Linked DNA regions of Anas platyrhynchos: region 2 is linked to region 1. A link is a contact called in public Hi-C data. All regions are on one chromosome and are shown on one strand. Each heading gives the region's core, a stretch centred on a gene start, on an enhancer-like site or on the middle of the called end of the contact. The rest is flanking DNA. Distances are from core to core; before and after follow the strand shown. Region 1 has its middle 80 kb from the start of BMP4. Region 2 has its middle 45 kb from the start of CNIH1.

Region 1 (4,932 bases), core at 328-2,827:
CTGTGTGAAGGGATTCGCACAGCTCCCCAAGGCGCTGCCTTCCAGTCTGTTACCGCATTTGGCAGCGTTTGGAGGGCAGACGGTAAGCATGGAAGGCAGAAGTGATGATTTCAGACAGCCACGGTGAGGGGTAAGAAACTGTTTATGGTATAACTTATACTACAAGGACACGCATAAAGCACATACTACATATAAAATACATGTACCACAAGTACAGCTACTCGTGTTCAGAGCTGTTCAGAATGTCAAACAGCCCTCAGCAGTTGGGCTGATGCGTGTATGTCCAGAGATGGCTGTTTTGGCTGCCTGTTCAGCAGAGGAGTTTGTCCCCACATTTATTTTCTGGAAGGACAGTGGGAATCACAGCTCTCAGAGCCTGTAACCCATCCCCATGCCACGCTGGGGCTGCCCATGTATGCTTCCATCAGGTTCCTGTTGCTGTTTTTTTTTTTTTGTTTTCCCACTGGCTGGGAACATGATCTTGAAATAGACAAGAAAACAAAAACAACTGACATGAAATCTCTTTCAAAATAATAATCAAGGAAGCAAGGATGTTCAGGGGAGGGAAAGAATAATAAGTGATGAAGAGGCAGGCAACTGGAGGGAAATAAGTGTCCGGATTTGAAGAATGCTGGGTAAAGCCCTGCGTGTTTACAAGCACGGTTTCTCCACACCTGTGGGTTTGAAATGCTGTCATCTGAGGAGTGGCCCCATATTACAAGAAGGTCAAGCACCAAGCAGACCTAATTAAAAGCTCATTACAAGAGACAATCTCCATTAGCATGCCAAGTTTCATGCAAATCCATTAGCACCAGGGCTCTCTTCGGAAGCTTTAAATTCCAGCCCTGTGCCCCAGGGACTGGAAACCGTGGCCGGTTAATTTGGCATTCTCCGTCTGTGAACATTAGGCACAGTCCTCTTACTTTCTGGATTATTTCACATTCCAGCAAATTAGTTTTATCCGTTCTGAGAACATTTTAACAAAGAAAGTTCTTTTGGCATCACATGGATAAAATAACAAGGGATAAAAGAATGAGCAGTTCCCCCAATCAGGAACAAATAACTTTAAATCTCTCCTGAAAATGCAGCCTTTCCTGTTATTCCCACCCCCACCCCCCCCTTTCCTTTCATTTATCTTTCGGCAGTCGGATTTTTTAATTACGTTTCTGCAGCCAGATTCCCCTCCCGCGCTCTTTATGGTGGTGCTCTCAAGAGCCATGTTTTTTTTTCTGTATGCCATTGTAGCAGAACTTGACTAAAGATCTTCAAACTTGTGAAGTATAAAAGTCGGTAAATGATACTATTGTTGGAGGTAGGAGTCGGGGGGGAGAGGGGGAAGGCAGTTTATCTGGGGTGGCTGTGGGGAGGGGGAGGGTTTAAAAAAAAAAAAAAGGAAAAGAAAAAAGGCTTGGATGAACTGAAATGGATCAAAGTAAACAGAGCCATCTGAAAGCTTTTGTAAGCTCGAAGTGGCTATCTGTTGCAAGTCCTGCCTCATTAACTACTGATAGAAGCACTGTCCTGGCCTTCCAAGATATCTAACGCTGACCGCCTAGAACAAGATGAACTCTGGGTTATTCGCTCGCGCCATTCCCTGCCTTGCCGTGCACGGCTGCTTAACCTCAACCTCGCCACGAATGTTTATCCTCTCCGCTAGGCGCAGCGAGGGGAGATCCTGTCCCTAAACTCCAGTGCTTGCTCGGAGGAAGGAAGGAAAGTGAAGAGAGGAGGAAGGCAGTGGGAGAAAGCAGGAAAAAGCCCTGAAGCCGGTGTCTTCGCTGAGTGTCTGGTTTGCACCGTTTCAATACAGAGAAATAAATAGGGAAATAAATAGAGAAATAAGAAATAAATAGAGAAATAAGAAATAAATAGAGAAATAAGAAATAAATAGAGAAATAAGAAATAAATAGAGAAATAAATAGGGTGAGGGACAGCGAGCAGCCTCCCCGTGCTGGGTTACAGTCTCGCCCGTGCTGTCCCCAGTCGCAGGGGGCAGCAGGCTGAAACCGAGAGGTTTGTGTAGGGAAGCAGGGAGAGTGAGGAGGGATGGGGAGGGGGGAACACGATGGCTCTTTGACTAGGACCAGATAGGTCTCTGTGTAGAGTAATATTACAGCTCGCTCTCTCATAAACAAGCTGCATGCCGGCTTCTAAAGAGCCCATCTGGCATAGCTTTGAGAATGGCAATAATTACAAGCTGATGATGGACATGGAAGAAAAGCCCTGCTGAGCTAGCTCATAAGGAAGTACAGGCCAGGACTGTAGGGAAATTACAGGCTAAAACCCTTTCTAGTTTAGGCCTTTTGGTGTTCTTAATCACAGACCTTAAATGTTGTAATAAACACTGTTGCATTTTATTGACCAACTCCCATGACAGGCAAATCTTTTTTATTTTATTTTATTTTTACTATTCGTTAGCTTTAGAAAGCAGATCAGGACCAATTGTTCCTTAAGACCGGGTCTGTGGGTTTACTGCTCTTCATGAAAGTGATCCAAACAGTGAGAGTCCCTTTTGTTACTTCGCAATTAAAAGCGAACAAGAAAAGAAAGGGAAAAGAAATATTTTAGGAGTTCTGCTTACCCTTATGCAGTGCTAGGTCACTGATAATGCTTGCTTTGTTTTGAGATTATTGTTGAGAAATAAAAAAATCTAAAATGAGTTAAGTTTTTTAGGTGAAGCTCCTGGTGAGTTCACTGGCTGTAGGATTTCCCAGGAAAGAAAGCAGGTTTAAGCTCTGAGAGGTGTGGGCTTGTCCCTGTGCCTAGGGAAGTTCATGGCATTCTCGCTGCCTTCAGTTGTCTAAAACAGGGTAGGTAGAAGCACAGAGGCCTCATCAATGTCTGCGTTGATGTGCACACTTACCATCGTGATTTTCAGCAGTGTTTTTGAATAAAGGGGAAAGTTCCAGGCTCCTGGGGTCTTTGGGGCTCTGTTCCAGTGGCCTGTACCAGTATTCAAACTTCATTTTCCCAGGGAACAAAGAGAAACACATTTTCACAGTGGAACATGTGAAATGTGAAACACAACAACACTGATGTTTAGGGCACCTGAAAGGGATTTTCGGAGGAAGGTGCCTTTCTGGCACCATTTTCACAAGTTTGGATTTTAGAATAACTGAGCTTTTGAAAATATTCTCTCCGTTTCTCTAAATGTCTGTCTGTTTGGGGTATACGAGTGTATTTGCCGTGTGGCAGTGCCATCTCTATGGACAGATGGATTTAGAAGGAGTAGGACGCAGTGGAGCTGTGACAATTAACACCAGCAAAAGTTCTGCTTCAGAGAGTCTCTGTGTTTTCCCAGACTGCTTTCATTCTCCTTTTCCTTCTGCAGAGGCTAGAAGATCAAGAGTTAAACAGTTCCCTGAGTTTTATTTGACTTGAGTGCAATAAATCTCCCAGGGTGACTGATAGACTGATAACTCTCCGAATCCATCCAGTACTTTGTGTGTCAAACCAGCAGCGAATACGGAGTGTTGTCAGTTGTTTTAAATAATGCTGTTTTGACAGTAGGTTGTTTATTACAGCTCAACACGTGTAATTGGTTTTGTTGGAGGAAATCTGCCTTTTTTTTTTTTCCTTTAGCATATCAGCTGTATTAGAAATGCTGCATAACACAGATTGGATTTACTGATCCGGCTGAATCCTGGAAATGTCTCTGTGTTTTTGCAGGACATGTTTTCTTATGAGATCCTAAATAGCGGAACATTCTGTTCCTTTAGATAAATGTTTGCCTGCAGGTATAGCTTTGTGTTTGGAAATTGGTTCACGTTGGTCCTATTTTCTCCTGCAGTTCCTTTTTCACAGACGTTTAAAAGTTTCTGCTTTACTTGTAGCTGTTTGTATCGCGGCATTTCAGTCTCAGATGGCTTATTTAGTTTTCCAGATTTTCATTTGAGTATTTGTTCAGGCATCAGATTTTTTTCTCTTTTTGTTACAAAATTGAAGGAACGCGAGGCCGGGCAGTGGAAATGTACCTGTTTGAATGCAGCTCTCTTTTCTTTCATAAACTTCCTTTGGCTTCTTAATTTGAAACTTGCTTGTCAATGTGAAATGATTTCTTTATATTTAACTGTCTCTTTCCAATACAGACTGGAATTGTTCCTAACAAAAGAAGCATGAATTGCTGGAAACTATATATTAAATGCAAGACTATTTGTCTAGTTTTCATTAGGTTGCTGAGTGAGAAGCCCAAACTCCTCTCTTTTCCCAAGGTACTCGGATATCCACCAAGTGCCTTCATCCCGTAGCCTTGTTTCCTCTCCCAGTAAACCAGCTTTCCAAAAGAATGCTGCGCTCTCTGCTCTTTATACTGTCAGCAGTGACAGCAACCAGCACCGCTGACATTTCTTATTGTTTACAAAGGATGAGCGCCAACAAGGCATCTCTGATCATTCGATAAACTCTCCTAACCCTCTCCCCCCACCCAACCCTCTGCTCCACTGACCAAACTAACCTTTTCACGGTACACTGCCTGTAATTACCAGTGAAAGACGCTAACCAGAAAGGATCAAAACTTTAGCTAAACACAAACAAACCAGCAAAACAGCTATGGAGATAAACTGCTCACAGCTAACAGTGCTCGGCAAACGCTGCGGCCCAGGAGAAACCGAGTAGCTGCAGGCGGGGGGTGGAGAACGAAGAAACCTAACCCTAAATTCCTTCTATGCATGTATTTTTCATATGAATTTTAAAATTGCTTAAAAAAACATCCTAGAATAGCATTAAAATAGCTTTATTGTTTATTATCATAATCCTGTATATTTAATATCCTTTTCCCCCTTCAGCTCCCCCCATTCCTGCAGAAACTCCCGCCAACACAGTGGTCAAACTGAGTTCATAGTTCCTCATAATGAGCCCAGGACTAATGCCTCTACCAAAAAGAGGTACTTTTCAGTAATCCCATGAGTTTGACTTTTTTCCCCTTGCAATTTC
Region 2 (4,827 bases), core at 1,350-3,849, 46 kb before region 1:
GAATTGGGTCTTGGTGTGAGTGGATAATAATGCTGTTGCCCTGACTGGGCATATTCTTACACAAGTCATAGAATTGGGTTTTGTCTTTCCATTAAGGACCCTTTTGGTACGTGTGGAGGCCAGGACTCACTGGAAGGTCAGCTTTGAGGAGTGCTGGGACAAGTACGTCATCATCTAACTGCTTTCACTTGTTGGCACATTCGCTGGGCTATCTCAGTGGCATTATGGGCCCTAATGATAGAGGTGGTTTTTCTCCACCGTTAAAGATTTGACAGTTGGGTGCAAATCAGAAATACAGAAAGCAGAGCAAAGCACTGCACCACAAGTGATTGTGGTTTCCAATTAACAAGGGGAAAACAGTGCCAGAAGTTAGTGTAAAATACCAAACATAACTCTCAAGAGGAAAGGAACATGTGACAGAAACAGCTCCCTTCAGCTGAAATGGATGAGTAGGGACTACTAAATGGCTTTTATTGTTACAACTTTAGTTTTGCATATATGGCTAAAAGTTTATGGACTTTTACTCTAGTGTTAGACCGCCCTATTCCCTATTTGACTGCTCACAGGTTGTTATATAAATAAAATTATTTGGGGTTTGCTGAATACCTACGAAATTATTGTGGTTATTAAAATGCAGGCAAGCTGATAGACTGCATGTTTATTAACCCCGGACACTTGGCCCTGTAGAGCCCACCTGCCAGTGAGTGTTTCACTCCAAAAGAATCAGGAGTTCAACAAGTGGGGTTGTGTGTGCAGGGGTGAGGCCTGTTAGTATTCCATGGAGATGTTGAGAGCAATCTCGGTTCTCCTCACTGAACTAGGTTAGGGTTTCTGGAGACTCAAGCAAGTACCTTATCCTGGAAGGCTGCTTTTCTATCCATGCAATCCCTGCACTTGTTAGGAAATGAGCATTTGGAGGTACTCTGTTGTGTACGTGATGAATCCAAACCTCTATGTCCCCCTCATCTCCCGTCCTACAAATACCAAACTGTGGGTACAACAATTCAAAGCAGTTATTTCTATTTTGCACTGTTTGTTTAGATGAGGGGAACCGTGGCTATGCAGCTGGCACAATGGCTTATGAAATAAAAGTGACCCGTTGAAATTCTTGCATTTAGAACGTTTGTTCTAATTTCAACTGGATAACTAATTATTTTTTTATTGTGCTAATGGGCTGCTATTCATATGTGGAAGCCATTTACTGCACGCCCTAGATGGAAACGGGCTCGTATTTCAGCTCTGAATATTTAACACTTAATAAGGTAGCCACCTGCTTTTAAGGTTATTCCAACATATTCAAACGCTCTTTACTTCTCATTGGGAGTACCGGGATTATTTTTGATCTCCCATAATGAAACAAATAGCCAAACCAATTTAAGCACTAAATAAAAAAAAAATCTAGCCCCTCTAATTTTCTAAAATTCAAACAGCTTTGTAATCACACCTTATAAATCACGTAGAGTTCTGTAACTTTAAAAGCCAGGCCTGCACATAGCGAATGTTTGTTCTTCTCAACATGACACAGTGAAACCGCTGAGTGCAGAGCGGGGTGAGGGCAGGTGCTGAGCTCCCATCACCGCCCAGCGCTGCCTGCCTGTTCTCTTCAACCCTGACCAAAGCTGTCTGGAGCATTCCTGCTGAAACCTCAAACCAGGAGAAATGATTCTGTGCATCTGTTCCTCTTTGCCCCCAAATTTTGTCATGGCTCATGAACCTGCATCTGGGGAGTATGAAGTACAAGCCAGAAATTGGCAGGGAGGTTCTGCAAACGTGGCTCGGAGCCATGCACTTACTCCTCACTTTGGAGCTGGCCGCTCAGGAGTTCAAACAGACTTGAGCAGTCTTGAGTTATGCTGGTTGGCACTGCTGCAGGGACAGAATTAGGGCTGTGTGATGGTTGGTGGGGGGGAAGTGTTACCCTAATTCAGCATTTCCTGCTTCTCTAGTTTTTGCTGTTGGATTTTGATGATGAGTGCATAGGACAGGAACGTGAGGAGCTCCGTGTTGTTAAGCTCCAAGGTGCCAACCTTTTCTGTGCAGTGCCAGCAAGGTGGAGATTGTTGAGGTAAGGTTTCCTCGGCGAATAGCCACCGTATTGCCATTCCCCAGTGCAGTCAGCTTGCCGGGTACGCACTCCGTTGTCCACTAATTGCATCACTTATTTTTAAAACAAACAAACAAAACTCAATTTTTTTCTCTCCACTTTCCAAGCATGGACCTGCCTAGATTGTGTAGATGTTGGAGTGAAGTTAATGGAGGGAGGGATCCCTTTGTTGTTTTTTGGATGAGTTGAACTGTGCATTGTACAAATGGATGGAGAGGTTTAGGATGGGTTTGGACAGGAAGGTGGAAATGCTTCCAGCAGCTTTGCCTACAGCAGGAAGCGTTCTGCAGCCTGGCAGCTCTGTTTCCAGAGCAATAACCCTTGGTTTAGGGGTGGCATCAGCAAGGAGTCAACAAAGCTTTCAGAACGTGGATGGCTCTCGATAATCTGTGAGCACGTGTCCTCGCTCGCAGGGAACCGCAGTGCTCCTCGGAGCAATTCCCTCTGCCCACAAGCCTAACCTCTGTCCTGCTGAGGCTGCCTCAGCCGGCTCCTGCTCTTCCACGTGCTAATCTTGGCGAGACACTGGGACAACTGAATGTCTGTTGTATCATCCTGGGCTGTAAACAACAGACAAAGTTATGTGTCATCTACAAGCCCTCTAATCCAAACAGTGGCGGGAGCGCCTGCGCACCATTGGGAGCGTTTCTGCAGCGTGTTAGGCATGCGAGGGGGACAAAAGCTGATGAGCATGCCAAATATCTCTAGCATAGACAAGGCTGAGACACGTGTGCTGGACAAAAGGAAGCAATAGTGGCAGAAGTACTTAGGGAAGCAGCTTGAATGATTTCTGGCCACTAGTAGCTTTCGTTCTTTTGATGCAGATAAGCGAGGAGAATAATGTGCTTGAAGAGAACGGTTCCCCTCCGCGGGAGCTGCTGAATGTCAGGAGCGGGGAGGGGCTGTCAGAAGTCACTGATGGTGCTTGCAGAAAAGGACTGCTTTGCTACTTTCTTCTTCTGTTGAAACTTGCCGTTTTTGTACAGGATTATTGTGAAAAGATAATTGTAGTGATTTTGCAGCTTTCTAGTCACTGTTGGAGTGAACCAGGGCTTCTCTGAAGCAGATGGATTCTGTCAATTCATGCATCATATTTAGCCTTTTTACCCTTAAAAAGGTTGAAATCTGTGGTTGTACAGCAGACATTACTTAAATAAGGAGGAGAAAACCTGGGTCCTTTTCCTGGGTTTTGGAAGCAACCTGATATTTAATATTTAGGAATTTATTTCACCACTGTGCCTTGCTTTAACCATCTGTAAAATGGGAATAACGATACCGGCTATGTTATGTCAGGTGTTTTAGGATGCAGAGGACAAATGAGACAGGGAGCGAGTCAGAAGTCCAGTGAAATGGAGTACCTTTCAAAACCCCAAATCTGCCAAAATTGTAAACGTACAGGGATCTGTCATCCTCTTTCATTCCCAGTGAATTTGAGGTTCTGTTTCCATTAGGAGTACGTGCTTCGTAATAAACTAGCAACATGCTAGCAATGGGCTAAACACGTCTTCACCGTTAAGAGCTATTTTTTTTTTTGGAAGAGTACACAGATTCTGTAGCGTGGGCCATTGCTTATTTTATTTTTAAACAACTTGTCCCTGGCTGTAATAGGGAGCAAATTATCTCGAGCGGCCTGATAGTTTACATGTTCTCATTATATTCCTCTTCCCAGAGAAGACACAGTTTGTGCTTTTAGAGGAAGGGCATACGGTGTGTAGCTGTAGTGTTTAGGGGTCCTGATGTGCCCCCTTTTCACACCAGCCAGCACGAGTGGTTATCATCACCCTCTTTTTTTTTTTGGGCATTCACGCAGAAAGCTGGAAGCAAAGCTCGTGCAGGGCAATGGAAATTGCGGCGTGGCATCAGCACACAGTGACTTGCTCTCCCGTTGGCAGGACACAGAGCAAAACAGGTGAACGGGCGTCCTGCTGCTTGGCTTTGCTTGGTGGCAGGATTCCTCTCAAAGCACAGACCCCAAAATTGGATGCTAGGAGCTGACTGAAGAATGGGATGCACCAGGAGACATGACAGCACGTGCACGATGCTTTGCTGCTTCGCTGTGTTCTGCGAACGCCATAGGAGAGGACCAAAGCAACGTGCTGGTAACGCTGCCTGTGCGTTGTGCAGCCTCTCGCTGCAGGAATGCTGACACAAACAAAAAGGAGATAACTTGGAAATTCTATTGCTCCGTTTATGTTATTATTGTAGTTAATGGTCTGTCAGCATTTCCATTATAAATCCCCATTTTCAGGGTTTTATAACTCAGCCGTAAAAATTCTCTCCAGGCTGAATTTGGCATGTGTGTTTTCAGCCTGAGAGCACATGTGTTGTTTTATTTTTTATTTTTTTTTAACAAGGTTGTGTTTAAAAAAAAAAAAAAACAACTAGAACTGCATTCACAATTTTTAAGATATAGAATTGCCAAAAAAAAAAAAAAGCCAACAAAAAATAGGTGATTGGTTACAGATGCTTTCTTTGCACTCGTATAACTCAAAAATTGCTGAGTTATTTCAGCTGTAATTGTGGGTATGTGTAAGGTTAAAATGGTGGATTTAGTACTATTCCTTTCTTTATGGTGTTGGTATTTGACAAGCAAATAGAAAACAGACCCCGATACTGTATACACTCACGTATAAGCTGACCCGTGTGTAAACTGACCTCCCAAACTTGCCCCGCGCTCCCCTCATCTAGGCCAGATTGTTTCAGTGTCAGCCAGGGTGGGCATG

Evidence for each region. Hi-C and Micro-C count contacts between places; a contact is called where the count stands out from the background.
Region 2: a contact with region 1 is called in a Hi-C map of small yellow follicle, with 2.6 times the contacts expected there. The contact joins two enhancer-like sites. A contact is called at or near these places in 3 of 8 Hi-C or Micro-C datasets (F1 follicle, F5 follicle and small yellow follicle).

What each region holds. Positions count from the first base shown.
Region 1 is chr5:3,928,181-3,933,112 of IASCAAS_PekinDuck_T2T, reverse strand. No RefSeq gene overlaps it. Among named protein-coding and RNA genes, the nearest start is that of BMP4, 80 kb to the right of the region's middle. Within about 2 kb of position 1,577, at least 5 of the 8 cell types and tissues checked have an H3K27ac peak or open chromatin away from gene starts, as enhancers often do. A contact at or near this core is called in F1 follicle, F5 follicle and small yellow follicle, where this site is marked.
Region 2 is chr5:3,974,958-3,979,784 of IASCAAS_PekinDuck_T2T, reverse strand. No RefSeq gene overlaps it. Among named protein-coding and RNA genes, the nearest start is that of CNIH1, 45 kb to the left of the region's middle. Within about 2 kb of position 2,599, at least 5 of the 8 cell types and tissues checked have an H3K27ac peak or open chromatin away from gene starts, as enhancers often do. A contact at or near this core is called in F1 follicle, F5 follicle and small yellow follicle, where this site is marked.